Linked DNA regions of Gossypium hirsutum: region 2 is linked to region 1. The links are chromatin contacts, called in public Hi-C maps. All regions are on one chromosome and are shown on one strand. Each heading gives the region's core, a stretch centred on a gene start, on an enhancer-like site or on the middle of the called end of the contact. The rest is flanking DNA. Distances are from core to core; before and after follow the strand shown.

The links. A called contact is a pair of places that touch in the nucleus more often than the background predicts.
Region 2: a Hi-C map of leaf shows a contact between it and region 1, with 3 times the contacts expected there. The contact joins the enhancer-like site here to the promoter of LOC121207546 in region 1. A contact is called at or near these places in 3 of 34 Hi-C or Micro-C datasets (hypocotyl, leaf and petal).

Annotation. Positions count from the first base shown.
Region 1 is chrA10:63,579,644-63,587,455 of Gossypium_hirsutum_v2.1, reverse strand. It overlaps LOC121207546 (probable pectate lyase 1), which reads left to right and starts at 4,015. Exons shown (of 7, transcript XM_041077853.1): 1 at 4,015-4,293; 2 at 4,708-4,761; 3 at 5,208-5,291; 4 at 6,093-6,436; 5 at 6,439-6,734; 6 at 6,815-7,057; 7 at 7,143-7,812. The coding sequence starts at 4,196. The coding sequence ends at 7,364.
Region 2 is chrA10:63,723,242-63,731,053 of Gossypium_hirsutum_v2.1, reverse strand. No RefSeq gene overlaps it. Among protein-coding and RNA genes, the nearest start is that of LOC121208007, 50 kb to the right of the region's middle. Within about 2 kb of position 4,918, at least 3 of the 9 cell types and tissues checked have an H3K27ac peak or open chromatin away from gene starts, as enhancers often do. A contact at or near this core is called in hypocotyl and leaf, where this site is marked.

The DNA of each region.
Region 1 (7,812 bases), core at 2,766-5,265:
GATTTTCTTGGGATTGGACCCACACTAACCTTATTAAGCTCACTCCCTTTAATATTCATCTTTACGGATACCCCATAAGGTTAAGATGCAGACTCTATATTTGGAAGGTCTCAGCTCAGATTAATGTTTTCATTAAAATTATTGTAGACTTAATATTATAATCTATGTTATTTAAAACTGTATTATTTTATTCAAACTATGGTATGAGACTTTTGTTTTGAGTTTATTTGGCATGCACAACATTGTTGGAAAAATCTGGTTTGAAAACGATTTTCTTGCACAGCGGAAAATTAAAACTTTGAAAATTGACCTGGTTTGTGATATTTATAGCAATAAACCTTAACCGAATACGCACCTGTGTTTTCTGATAAGCAGATCCTTAATGTTTTTCGACTTTCAACCAAATGATCTTCTTCCCTATTCTCGTACCACGAACTGCTTCGAGTGTGGGTTCTGACTAATTGAACCAAAACACGAAACTAGAAAAAGTTCTCTTTTTGGGGTGAAAACAAAAATTCTCTCTTAACAAAAATTCTCTCCTCTTTAAAAGAAACTGGTAAAATTGTTATTCTGGATATATTTAAAAGTTGAGAATAAATTCTCTCTATTTTTCGGCAGAATAACAATCTCTCAAAAGTTGTGTTAATACCTCTACCGGTGCCATCTATTTATAAGAAGAGAAAGTAGAAACCTAGTAGAGTTGTAAAGGTTTATATTAAAAAAAAAACTCTTACTTAAAGTAAGATAGGAATGAAAGACTCACCATTGTATTTCTACTAGGTTGTCGCCCCCTTCATATTATATGAGGGGTTTGGGGCCTCTCTCACATCGAGTCCACTTACGAGTACTTCCTAAACCTTTTTGACTCAGTACTCTGTAATGTGATCCAACCCAATTCAATTTTTCTATGTCCCAAAAAAATTATATATTAAATAATTTTCTCATCCCAACTTTACTCCAGTAAAATTTTGACGATTTTACCCCCGATAAAATTTTAACAATTTTACCCCCGGTAAATATTTAAGAAAATTTGTTCAATATGTCACAACTCAACATGTTCATTATGATTGAATGATTTTATTTTATTAACCAATCTGTTCGAAAAATTACAAATGTATATTGACGAAAATACTACACTTTGGGCATCAGATCCAACAAACATTTAATTTGATTTTAGGATATTGAAATATGGATTTTGAATTAATTACTCATAAAATTCTGGTTTTTCTTCATTGAAACTCTTTTGAATATCACTTCCCGCTCTGATATCATGTAAATGAGTTTTTGAAAAGTAAATAGATTGAAAATCAAGTTTTTCTAAGTGAACTTTAAAATCGATCATTTTAGGAAAATTTTATTTTTTAGTGAAAAGAATATAATACGCTAAGTTTTTCTTTAAAAATAAGCAAATGTTTTAAAACGACTATTTTATGAACTCCGATAGTTCTACTAGGCCATTTCGGTGGCCAATGTAATTTTCCAAATTCGGCCGTAGCGTCTAAGCCGAGTTTTGGAGATTACATACCTTTGTTAGTTTATCAAATAACAATCCATATTTAAGGGATTTTTTTGTACAATTATGATTTTTTTTACAACTATGATTCAAACTCAAACTATTCATTAAAAAATAACACTCAACCAATAGACCACAACTTAATGTTTTTATTATTTTAGTCTAAAATAAATATATAAAATCAACCTTATTATCTCTCATTAAATTAGTGTCTCAAGTTCCATTAAGAAAATAATGTCTCAAGTTAAATGATACCGATTCACATCAACAAATATTAAAGTGATTTTTTTAAAATATATAATGATTATAGAATAGGAAATGTAATATTTTTAACATTAATGCGATGTATGGTTATTAGTGTTAGGGGTGAGAAAAATTCAAGTCGATTCGAAAAACTCGATAAAAAATTTAAATTTTGAATTAAATAGTTTGAGTAATTTGAGTTAATCAAGTTATTCAGATCAACTTGAATAAAAAAATAATTTTTTTGATTTAACTCAAATATGAATTACAATTCGAGTTATCCGAAAATCTGAATAAGAAAAGGCAAACCTACGTTGTTTTGATAAATATTTACCTTTTATAAAGTTGAAAGTTAAAACCATTAAGTTAAAAAACAAAATTATGTCGTTTACTCATTAAGTTAAAAGGCAAAACCATTATATTGTTTATGTAGTTAAATAATCTTATATTTCGTCTACTAGTTAAATTATTAGTCCATGTAAAATGCACCATTGAGTATAAATAATAGGATTTGTTAACTCAACTCGACTTAACTCGAAATTTTTTGACTTGATTCGAAAAAATTCAAATTGAGTTCGGTTGCTAAAATAAGATTTGTTAACTCGACTAACTCAAAAAAAATTTTACTTAATTCGACTTGGGTTCGATTGAATACTCACCACTAATTAGTGTAATAAGATAAGGAAAATGATAATTTAATAGATATGTGTTGAAGTCGTTAGACTTAAAATAAATAATAATTAAAATAAAATTAAACTTAAAATTAGAATAATAAGTAAAAAGTTTTATAAAAAATAATACATTTTAAAAATAAATCACAATTTTTTTTTTGTCATTATAAAAAATAGATCATGAGAATGTCTGAAAATGAGAGATGGTGAAAAAATAAAATCACATAAAATGATAATAAAAAGTATTGTATTTAAAGGTTTATAAAAAGAAATTGTTAAAAGCATCTAAAAATCAAATTTGTTTTAGAATCATATCTAGTAGTGGGTGTCTAAATATGTTATTAAAATGATATGTAAGAGCCATGTGAAGAGAGAGAAAATAGAATACCAATTTGGTATCCTTTTAGTTGAATCTTCTTTGGAGTCAAAATCCCCTCACTTTCTCAAGGCCGTGATTGGCGCACACGTAATTTTAATTTCTTTCTTTCTTTCTTTTTTAAATAACATTTCCTTCACTTAATCCTACTATTTTAATTTAAAAATTTCATTCTAATCATTTAAATCACATGTATTTTTTTTTATCAAAAATTTATCAATGTAGCTGCAACATAAAATAAATATGCTAAATTGATAAATTTTGATAGAAACTACAAATAGCACAATAATTGTACTAGAATTTTTAAATCGGAAAAGTAAGAGGGTTGAATTTTTAACTTTTAAGAGTTAATTGCACTAAACTATTAACTTCATTCTAAATTGGTCCCTAAACTTCAAAATGTTCTAATTACATTCCCAAACTATTCATAATGTCCCACCATTATTGAAATAGTTAATTTAATCTTTCAATGACACATAAATTATTATGTGAAATAATTTAAAATGAAAATTTTAAAGAAAAGTAAAATGTTATTATTGTGTAACTTTTACAATTAAAAACTAAAAATAAAGTAAAACTGAACAAGAAGAGAGTGAACGGTTGTTTCTGTAGAAGTTTCAAAAATCCCAACACCAAGATCTTTACAACATCCATTTTTACAATATTTATTTTCTTAAAAATTTTCATTTTAAGTTATATCACATAAAATCTTACACCTCATTTAATAGTCAAATTAACGATTTTAATAGTTTGAGGATGTAATTAAAATGTTTTAAAGTTTGATGAACAATTTAGAATGAGTCATAGTTTGAGGATGTTTGGAGCAAGTATAATAAATTTTAAAGTATAAGGACTAAATCTAAAATTCTATAAAAGTACAGGGACTAATAGCATATTTTAAGCCAATATTTATTAATGTGGTTAATTAAAAAACACATCATTTAATGCCGCAAATTCAGCAGGAAACTGTGTGACATTCTGCTCCCTTCTCCAACCGTACGCCCGTAATATCTGACGTGGCATTATCCAACAGTTAAAATAGTAAAATTAAACTTATTTAACCCCGGTGAAAATGGAGTGCGGAAGAGAGACAGTTAGTGGCGGTTAGGTGACTTAGGTTATTTGGTTAAAGTAAACCTACCCAGAAAATTCCAACGTTTAATATTTTGGGTATATAATCGGCGTCGTTTTGGTCTTTCTGTTTTGGTGTTCACTTTTTTTTTTTTTTTTTGCTCGTGGCTCTATAAAAGCCGTTTGCTTGGAGCTTGTACTCTGACTCTCCCTGCTTCACCATCTCCTTCTTTCCTTGGATCTCTCTGTCTCTCTCTCAATTTTTCCTCTGTTTGGATAGAGAGAAAGCTTTTAAGTACCGAAGAAGCGGAGAAAACTGCAATGGCGGTTTCCAAGAAATGGTTTTTAGCTTCTTTAGCTGTTCTGTTTTTGTTTCTTGTTGGAGCAATGGCCACTGTACAGACCAACAACGATTCCAGGTCTTTCTCTTTCTTCAACTCAGTTTTCAAGCTTTCTCAGTTTTATTTTAGTAAAAGAAAGACACAGAGAGTCTCCATTGTTTGTTTTCTCTCGGGTTTTCGAATTTGCCTTGCAAAATTGTTGCCTACATACATTATGTCATTTTATGGTGAATTAGAATACAAAAACTATACAGAATTTTCATTGTTTAGATCTTGAAAAATAGTCTCATTCTCAGAAAGAAAAAATAATTTTTCCTTTCTAACGGATCCATTAATATTCCCTCTTCAAAAACTTCACTTAATACGTTGAAAATGAGATTTCAGTGTCCTCTTTTTTTTTCTTCAAAAAAATGCTAACTGAAAATGGAGCATCACTGCAAAATACTAGAAAATTTCAATTTTCATTTATATTATGTTTATATATTTTTACAGCACTGTGGAGATAGAGAAGCTGCAGAACTCAAAAAACTCAACAATGGCAACTAGGTAATGTAGAGCTTAAAACTAGCCTTTTTTTGTATTTATTTTCGTTTTCTTTTTCCAATTCTGATCATCTCAGCCGTTATGTTTAATCTCCGTTTAACCATGAAATAACGATCCCATCCGTTGAGATCCAGATCCTTAGATCTCAACCATTTACTCCGTTACACAATTCAATTCCCGTATGTAGAAAAAGAAAAAGATGGTATAATGAGGAAGGGCATTTTATAAATTCCCGTCGAGGGGTCCACACGGGGTTTCTGTTTCTTCCCCCTTGAAAAACACTTTTGTAACGGTTTTGGAGTACTGTTGGTGGACGACACAGTGAATCCGCTTTAAGCAGTGTGTTTCATAGAATTATTAGTCACCGACGAGAATAAGAAAATTAAAATGAAATATTTAGAATTAATTTTATTTAATTGGAATTTGGGTTGGTGTGATTGGGATTTCAGGTCAGAAGAGGTTAAGGCCTTGAATGAACATGCTGTGGCTGATCCAGAGGCCGTAGCAGCCGAGGTTAAGACCATCATTGACATGTGAGTCTCTATAAACATTTCTTTTGAATTGCTAAATATGTAAATAGAGAATGTAAAAGTTGAAGCAGAAAGATTCCCTTTTTTTGCCAAATTTTCATTTATCATTAACCATAAATCAAATGGATTACAATCTTATATGTTGATGTTGTTTGTTTACTCCCGACTCCACCATTATAGTCAGATCCGTGTCTAACGGGCACGACCCTTTTTAATATTTCTTGCATCACATGACCGTATCATTGTCTTTCCAATCGTACCTCGAAGTACAAATTTTTTATTCAAAGCAATTAAACGCTTTATCAACCTTACTATAATTACAGTTTTATTGCATCACATGACTAATTCTCACTTCTTCATGCACAACCACTCTTTTATTTACCTCATTATTGATTTAAAAGTTGTAATATGAAGGAAGCAGGGTAAATGGTAAGTTGGAGGATTTTTTATTGTTCTTATTCTTGGTGATTGCTGCACACTGGACCAGCTAAATAAGATAAACAAACAAGACTCTTTTGTCTCTTTTCGTTAAAAATGAAAAGAAACAGCATGTCCTAGCCGTTATACCTGGAGTGAATGACCTTAATGTCCTTTCGAAATAACAAAATTCTACATCATGTTTTGTCTGCTTATGCCATCTTTACAAATTGGGATTAATTTAACTCCCACCGACAATAATTTACAAGCCCATCTAGTAGTAAAATCAAAGATGCTAATAATTTTGGTTACTAAGCTGGAATATTTAGACCATATGACAAAAGTCTGCGTAGTAAAATTTAATAAACTGAATGAAAAAAATGGTAGGAATATTCGAAATGCGACGGAAAGGAGGAAGTTGGGGTTCTTCTCGTGCGGAACTGGTAATCCCATTGATGATTGCTGGCGTTGTGACCCCAACTGGCAGAAGAACCGGAAGAGACTTGCTGACTGTGGCATTGGTTTTGGAAGGAATGCAATTGGGGGGCGTGATGGACGCTTCTACGTTGTCACTGACTCTAATGATGATGACCCTGTTAACCCCAAACCTGGGACCTTGCGCCATGCTGTGATCCAGGAACAACCACTTTGGATTGTGTTCAAGAGGGACATGGTTATTAAGTTGAAGCAGGAGTTGCTGGTCAACAGCTTTAAGACCATTGATGGTCGTGGGTGAATGTCCATATTGCTAATGGGGCATGTATCACAATTCAATACGTTACCAATGTCATTGTTCATGGTCTTCATATTCATGACTGTAAGCCCACTGGCAATGCCATGGTTAGAAGCTCACCCACTCACTTCGGGTGGAGGACAATGGCTGATGGTGATGCAATCTCCATCTTTGGGTCAAGCCACGTTTGGGTTGATCACAATTCTCTTTCTAATTGTGCTGATGGTCTTGTTGATGCTGTCATGGGGTCAACTGCCATTACCATCTCCAACAATCACCTCACCCACCACAATGAGGTAATTTTGATGCATGTATTTCTCTTGTACCTCACTTTTTTATCTGTAGCATCCTTATTAACGCTCAAGCTCAACTGCAGGTGATGTTGCTGGGTCACAGTGACTCTTACACAAGGGACAAGCAGATGCAAGTGACCATTGCCTACAACCATTTCGGAGAGGGACTTATCCAGAGAATGCCAAGGTGTAGGCATGGGTATTTCCATGTGGTAAACAATGACTACACTCATTGGGAAATGTATGCTATTGGGGGAAGTGCAAATCCTACCATAAACAGCCAGGGTAACAGATACGCAGCTCCAAGAAACCCGTTTGCAAAGGAGGTATTGTCTTGTGTCATATTTGCTGAATATGTTATGTTTACAATCATCATATCAGATAATATGATTGATTGGTTGGTTTGAGCAGGTGACCAAGAGAGTGGACACAGCTGAAAGCCACTGGAAGAGCTGGAACTGGAGGTCGGAAGGAGATTTGCTGCTGAATGGTGCATATTTCACTCCATCTGGAGCCGGAGCCTCAGCAAGCTATGCCAGGGCCTCAAGCTTGGGAGCCAAGTCCTCCTCCATGGTTGGATCCATGACTTCCAATGCTGGAGCTCTACCCTGCCGAAGAGGCAGGCAATGCTAGATAGTATATCCCCCACCCAATCAATTAAAATGGTTGAAAAGCCAGCCATTTACTAGCTCTTTCCCATCATTCAAAAAGCACTACCAATCAAATATCCATATTCTCTGTAGTCTATCCTCCCCATCTACCAGCATCATCGCATATTCTGATTTTAAGTGTAAATTTATTCATTTTTACACATTGTCATTATTTTGTCCTACCCACTCTACTCATTTTGTTTGTCAATCTGTGCAACCTGCTTCAACTCTAGTGAACTAAAAAATCCATCTTAAGAGCAGGTACGCAAGCGTTGTCCTTGGTTCCCTTTTCCTTTTTTGCCCCCTTTGAAGTTTTCTGGTCTTCCTCAGCCTCCCATCCGCGTCAATCTTGGTCACTACCTACACTTTGGTCTTGTGGGTTTATAGGACTTTTACTGATTTGGTGAACTTTATTTTATTTGTGTCTAGTC
Region 2 (7,812 bases), core at 3,669-6,168, 140 kb before region 1:
GGGGGGGATGTTACATAAACGGTGCAAAATAACAAACATAATCAAATCCTACCCCCATCCGCTACACACCAACCCTGTCTCACCCAATACACCAATTAGGGTATTTAATACCCATCCAACCCAACACACCTAAATCATGATCTTTAGCCACCAAAAATTCTGCAGACAAGATGCCAGATTTATTGCGGAAAACCGTCAGAATTCACGAAACATAGTCTGCCAGATCTTCCTCTTCATCATAACCATAACCTAACCCAATGAACAAGCATAGTCATAACATGGATTCAAACAGAATCAAAGTGAATATTGCCAGATTTAATATTCTCATTTATGAACATAGTAGAACAGAAACATGCCAATAGTGAATACAGATTTACATATAAGATGTACCATTTTAAACAACTAAGCATGCTTTCAGAAAAGGTACATTCTTTATTAACATATCAGACGATCTCTATCAGTTACATACGTAACCATTTAACAGATACAATAGTATCGCTAACCTCGAACCAACGACCCAAAACACAACCCAAATTAATATGCTCAGAATGGGCCCACACATCTATGCAGCCCACATAACCTAACACATGACCAACCATATGCTCGGGTGGCTCATATGGCCTAACAAACAACCGTGTGGCGTCGTCTAGAAGATTCGATTTTTGCATATTTTTTCTGAATTTTCAAACTAGAATGACACACCTGATTACTTTTGAGATGTCGGCATAACAACAGCACACCAAAGTTTGCACATACGACATCCACAATTAACCAATTAACACAAATTCCCCTAGCCAACACACTTATTCGACACTTACCCAAACAGAGTATTTGACCCAAAAGAACAGTAGGCATTCAGCCATTACCATCTTACACTGACCAGCCCCTAATTTTGGCATTCAAAAACTTACCTTTGAAAAGAAGATCATCGACACTCAACTTGTCGAAGGGGTATGCACCACACGATCCCCACCTAGCAATAACACACATGAAATCGCTCAAATACTTACTACTCAGCCAAATCGAATGCAACACCCTCAAGATCAAGTGAATAATACTTAATCACAAAAAGAAATACACAATGATTAATCTAAATTCCCTTACCACAAATAGCTAACAACGAAACTAAAATAGAATGTTAGTACTGATCAAATCAGCAGCAGAAAAGAAGGAAGAACGATGAGAGAACAAGAACAAATAGTAAAAAGAGCAGAGGATTGATAATGGGAGAATACAAAAAGAAACAAAACAAAATAACAAGGGTAGAAGAGAAGAACAAGGAAAACGATAGAGGAAAATTTTGTACTAGAAGTGGAAAAGAAAAGAAAAGAAAATTAGAAGAATGGAGAAAAACCCAAATCCCACTAACCTTTTTAGTTACTATCGTATCAAATTTTCCTAGAGTTTGAATTAAACCTAATTACTAACCATGTGGCCGACACAACAAGATAGGAGCAAAAATAAATCCACTTTTGCACACAATGAGATTCAAACTCAAAACTTAAGGGAAAGTTAAGGCTTTACACTAAACCAACAAACTCATTCTTGTTAGCAAATTAACAAAAAATAAAGATAACCAAATTACACATCCAGATATAGAATCAAAATTAATAAAAAAATTCTTAAGAAAAAGAACTTGAACATATGACTTCAAACATACATTCAAATCACTTAACCACAAAAAAATTTACTTTACCCAAAATAACAAATTCAAAATTTTAAAACATTTTGCACGTTACAAGATATGATGTTAAAAGGATGGAAATTTGTGATGCAATGGCTAACCGAATTTGTCCTATTTTTACGTAATTTTCATAAAAGAAATAAAAAGATAATCCAAATATCAATAGTAAATCAAAAGTGGATTTCGTTATTAGGCCAAAAATCTGGGATTTAAGAGAAAAAGGTATTTAAAACTAGAGGCATGTGAGTGTGGGGTTAATAGGCATGAGCAGAGTATTAGGACAAACATATATAATCAATCAAAGTTGCTTTTGGATGTCAAATCCATTTGTAGGTTGGGGAATAATTGTTTCTATATTGCCTGCTTGGGCTTTTATTCATTTCTAAATTGGAACTTTGGGTCACATTATCGTTTCATTGCTATTCTTCTCAATTTCCAAGCCAAGCCAAGTTACAATCATTATAATTCCTTCAGGAAGAAGGTTTGAATCATTTCTTGAAAAGTAATGCATGAGCATTATTTTTTTACATTTTTTTCCCAACTCCACCATTTTATTTATTTAATTATTTAACTAAATTCATATTTATTAATTTTTTATATGGTGCTTCTGAATCACACAAAAGATTGTCCTTCCCACTTTTCATCCTTAATCATTGTCATTAAAAAGAAATCTTGTTCCCTATTTCTAACAAAAGGAGATACCCAATACATATTTTTGTACTATAAAAGAGATACTATATAAACATACGTTTTACTTTTACTTTTTGAGGACAAGACATGAGACTGCGACAAAACCAAGATTCTTCCTTTTAAGATAGTTTGCACCAACCTGGCCGTAAATTTACTTTAGGCCTCTAATGTCGCACACCATCCCTTTTCATCTAAGGATGGTAATGGAGCGGATTGGGCGACGCGGATAATATTAAATTTATCACTGTTTTATAATTGAAGAGTGAGTATGATTTAATTTGATTCGATTCGAAAAATTTACATAAAAATTAAATTTTGAGCTAATTGAATCGAGTTATTCGAGTCGATTCGAATAAATATTTAGAGTTTCGAGTTCGAGTCAAGTTAAATTTTATAATTTAAATAACTCGAATAACAAATTGGTATAAATACTCTTTTGATCCTTGTTAATTTTATAAATGAGCAAATTTGTCTCTCTTTCAATAAAAATTACAAAAATAAAATAAAAATTCAAAATAATTTTTAAAATTAAAATATTTATAAAAATTTCAAATTTTATATATTTTTAAAAAATTCTAAAAATATATATAAAGAAAGTTAAAATTTTAATTTTTTTCTAAAATAATAATTTTTGGATCTAAATAAGTTAATTAATGATTTAAGTTTATCATACTAAAGTATCTTAATTTTTTTATTATTTCACTTTGAAAAAGATTTCAAATATATATGATTTCAAATTTATGTGCTCTAACATTGAATTAGTTATCTTATAACAAGATTTTAATTTGACATGTTCAATTTTTTAATTTAACTCGAACAATTTCACTCGATTCGATTCGACTCGACTCGACTCGAATTTTATTTCAATCGACTCGATTCAAAAAAAAATTAATCGAGTTAGGATGATAAAATAGGACTCGTCAACTCGATTAACTTGAAATTTTTTTACTGGATTCGACCGAATGCTCACCCCTAATTGGTACACTCTATTCCACCACTTGTCCTGTTCCACTTTGGATATATAATCTTGAAAATTACTACCACCACGACGGATTTTGGATGCATCCATCTCCGACCCACCCACCTCGCTCCACTTCAATTTAATTTATGCTAGTTATCTTTATTTTTTTAATCTTTTTATAATCAAGTAAATATTTAAACATAATCCTTCAAAAAATATTTAAACATAAATATATTATTTTTTTCTATATTATATTTTTACCTTTTTAATAGCTTATATAAACAAGAATAAAATGATAATTTTATATAGCGGAGCTGGTCCAGTCGAGGCGGGGCAAGCAATTATCAAAACCGATCCATACCCACAATCCAAAAGAAAAAATTTACCCCGCCTCACTCCACCCCGCATCCACTTTTTAAGTAAATAAAAACTTGTTCCATTCAGAACAGATCAATTTAAAATCCGTAAGACGATTTAAATTTTGTCATCCTGCTTCCATCTAATATTTTAAAATTAAAAGATATTTATTACATATATTACTCCTTAGAGTTGAATCAGCCGAATGTTCAAAGATGATTTAATCTAATTTAAAATATTTATATAAAATAGAAAAAGAATATTTTTATTTACAAGTAAAGAATCGTAGAAAATTTGATAATGTAGTGGGGGATAAAGGGATTTTTTTTGGTGAGGATGATTGAAAGATTACAAAATAAAGAGTGAATTATGGGATATCAAAAATTATGCTTTGGATACTCTTTCATACTTAAGTCAGATGTTGAACAATGGTAAATTTAAGAAAATACTTTATCAATATGTGGATGACAAGTGAATTCATATCTTAAATTTAATATGCATAAGAAGTTTATATTAAATGTGTCGTGAGCAGGAATGAAGTTAGAAAAAAAAATTAGTGGTCAAAATTAAATTGTAATTTTTACGATAGTAAAAATATATTTTTACCATTTGAGTAGTCATCTTTATAATTTTAAAAGATTAAATTAAATTATTATAAATTTTAGGGGATTAAAGTACAATTTTAAAAATTTTAAAGGTGGTAAGTTACATGAGACTACGTTAAGGCCTAAAGCATGATTGGTTGAGATGAATGCCCTTATTTGGTAGGGTTGCTCTTGCAATTCGTATGTTGCTCTTATCTCTTGAATTTTGGAAGGCAGTATTGACATCCCTTATTCCTGGATTCCTTGCTTTTGAATTGAATAATTTATTTGGGCTTCAATATCTTTGATATAATAAATAAGATGATTAAAAAATCAATTTATTTTTGTTTTTTATTTGTAATTAATAAGGTTTTAAGCTTCAGTGTTTTTTTCGTTTTAGTAAATAATAGAAAAGTTAAGGGTTGTGCCTCCTCCAATCACTCCGCTAAAAAAGATGAAAGGTTAAAAAATACAAGTTAACAAAGCGAAGAATCATTGAAAAAAAAGATTAGGAGAGATGTAAACCAACAAATGTATGTGCAGGTGTCGAAGTTAGAGTTCCTTGATGAGCGGGGGCGTAGTGGAAGCCTCCAACAGCAAGCATGTGAGGTGAGCCTAAGCAGAGCCCTTTTGCATGGCCAATGGGATGATGATGGGTGATTGTTGATTAATGGTCTATATATATATATGGGGTCCCATGCTTGAGCTGGCTTCTATTATTAGCCCTTTTAATTGTTTGGCTGCGGCTCTACTAATTACCCTATTTTCAACCACTTTTCATACCCAGAGTTTGGTGAGAAACAGGCTTGAGATGAAGACAAGGAAACTAGTTTTGATAAATTCCTCGTTTAACATTGAAAGTCAACTCTTCCAATATATATATATAGGTGCAGATGGGATATTTGCATTCTGAGTAAAATTTAAATATATTTATTATTTGCATTACATTCAAGTATTGTTAGATATACAAATCTATTAAATATCTAAAATCAATAAATCAAATTACCTTTAACTTTTTCATTTACTAATATGTAGATAATAAATTCAAATTCAGACATTCAAATATATTTTTCACATAAGTGAAACGATTTTGGATATTTGCAATCATTATTTGCATAAATAATGTGAAATGATTTTATTTGCATAAATAGTTGCCTATACATGTCTATTTTTTTCATAAAAACATCATTAAAGAAGAGAAAATCACAAAGGTCATCAAGGACAACAAAACCCCATCTGACCAAGAGAACGAAAAGGAGACAAGGCCACAGGCCTAAACTTGACTCAAAGACAAAAACATATGACATGAACACCATTACAAAGGTGGCCATGCCTGGCAAAAAAAAAAAAAGAACACCCACCAAAGCAAAGGATAATTGTTGATAGGACACAACCTCCAATAGAATGGAATGAGATGGATCAGAACTTGATCAGAAGAGTGCCAACCATTCGAGTGAACCAAGGTCCCCCTAATGCGAAGATTCATTGTAGTGCTCATGTAAAAACTGAGGTTAAGACCTGCAACAACCTCTAATGTAATAGCACGAGATGTGTTTATCGTTTTGGATTAGTACTAAAATTTTAAAATTCCAAAAATATATAAAGTAAAAATGATAGAATTAAAATATAGGGATTAAATTTGCAACTTGCAAATGTTACAAGGATTAGTAATAAAAAATTTGACCAAGCCTAAGCACTAAGCAGCCGACCTTCTTTCTTGGCTCCATTAATAATTGCACAATAATAAATTAACAAAATGACAAGACTAGTAATTCTCTAATATTATTTCGACTTTTGTTATGAAAAAGATTTTCAATTTTTATCGACCTATAATAAATATAAAATAACATTATAAAGACTTATTGATGTACAAACACGAATTTAAATATTGACGAGAGTTCGCTCGAAAACCGAGAGCCATATAAAGATATAGAAATTGAAGAAGTCTCAAGAGTATGTGAGCTACAGAGGATTTTGAAAGGACATGAACCCTCTCTTTCTCGTAGTTTTATCCTAAGTTTTAAATGGGATTCCCCTTATTTGGGTCATAAGAATAAGTTTATATATTCATTAAGTTCTGTGGGATAAGTGTAAAAGTGTGCAAGATTTGTGTAGTATATGTCGCATAATATTTAGTGAGGTGAGATGTGGTTAAGATATTTTTGAGGTTGATGGAACGAAGACGGTTGATTTAGCCAAATATTTCAAACACAATGAAAATATACAACAATAACTTTGATCAAAGAAAAGATTATAGAATGACATTACTTAAGATAAAAAAGTAATGAAAAAATCTTTACATTGTTCAAGAGATGTTTTTCATAAGGGTTAACCAAACTTTGTTTCTTTATTATCAGTTTTTTTATAACTGGGATGGGAACTGTGAATATTTAGGAATCAAATCTAAATTTTTATTCTTCTAACATAATACTTTTATCCCTAAATTAAGAGATTATTTTTTATATTTTTATAAAATTTAATTAATTATAATGTTTAAATTAACTAGAATACTAGGTCAATAATAACAATCCATATCTATTACATATAAAAGGAATTTTATTCTCTTTAAAATTACAACTTATAATTGCAAATGAGCTGTAACGCCCCAATTTTCGGGAATTATGTGAATGTTGGCAAAATTTCATGCTTTGATTTTGTCATTTGTGAGTGAAATTATGAAATAGAACCTATGTGAAAATGTTTGAAAATGCTATAGGCTAAATTGAAGTGGCCAAATAAATAGGAGTGCAAAATAGGAGGATTTGCATGACAAACCTCCCATTTTATATGAAGTGGCCAGCCATCATGTTGTTGTAGACAATATGAGCACTTGATATCCATAATTCATGGTACAAATTGATAATGGGTTAGGTAAATGTTCCATGATAATGTATTAGGTAAATATTCCATGATAATGGGTTAGGTAAATGTTCCATGATAATGGTTTAGGTAAATGTTCCATGATGGGCATTTCATGTCTTTTGTATTAAAGAATTAAATGGATGAAATATGAAATTTTATTAAAAGAAAAAGGGGTGAAAAGAACAAAGTTTTGTCCATCTTTGTTCATCATAGCCTAAAGTTAGAGAAGAGAAAGGAGAGGAGAAAGCTCTTGAATGTTCGGTTACTTGGGGAAGAAAATTGAAGGTAAGTTCATGGTAGTTTGCTTCTATCTTGATGTTCATGAGTTCTTATTGATTCTACCTTAACTCTTGAAGCATATTTTGGTTTTTGGTTGTGTTGTGAGCATTTGGTCATGAATTAAAATGAAGGAAATGGTTGTTGTTTCATGTTCTTTTGATGAAAAATGGAAGATAGGTGAAGTTGAGCCAAACAAATGAGCATGCATGTGCCTTAGATGCTAAGGGGAAAAATCGGCTAACATGTTGTGCTTTAAAATGATGAAATGGAGACTATACTTAAGTAAACTCATAGATATATGATGATTGATTGGTGATATACATGTTTAAATAACATGCATGCGAGTTATGTGTGAAAGAGTGATTTGGTAATAAATCTGCTTGGGATAGCAGTAG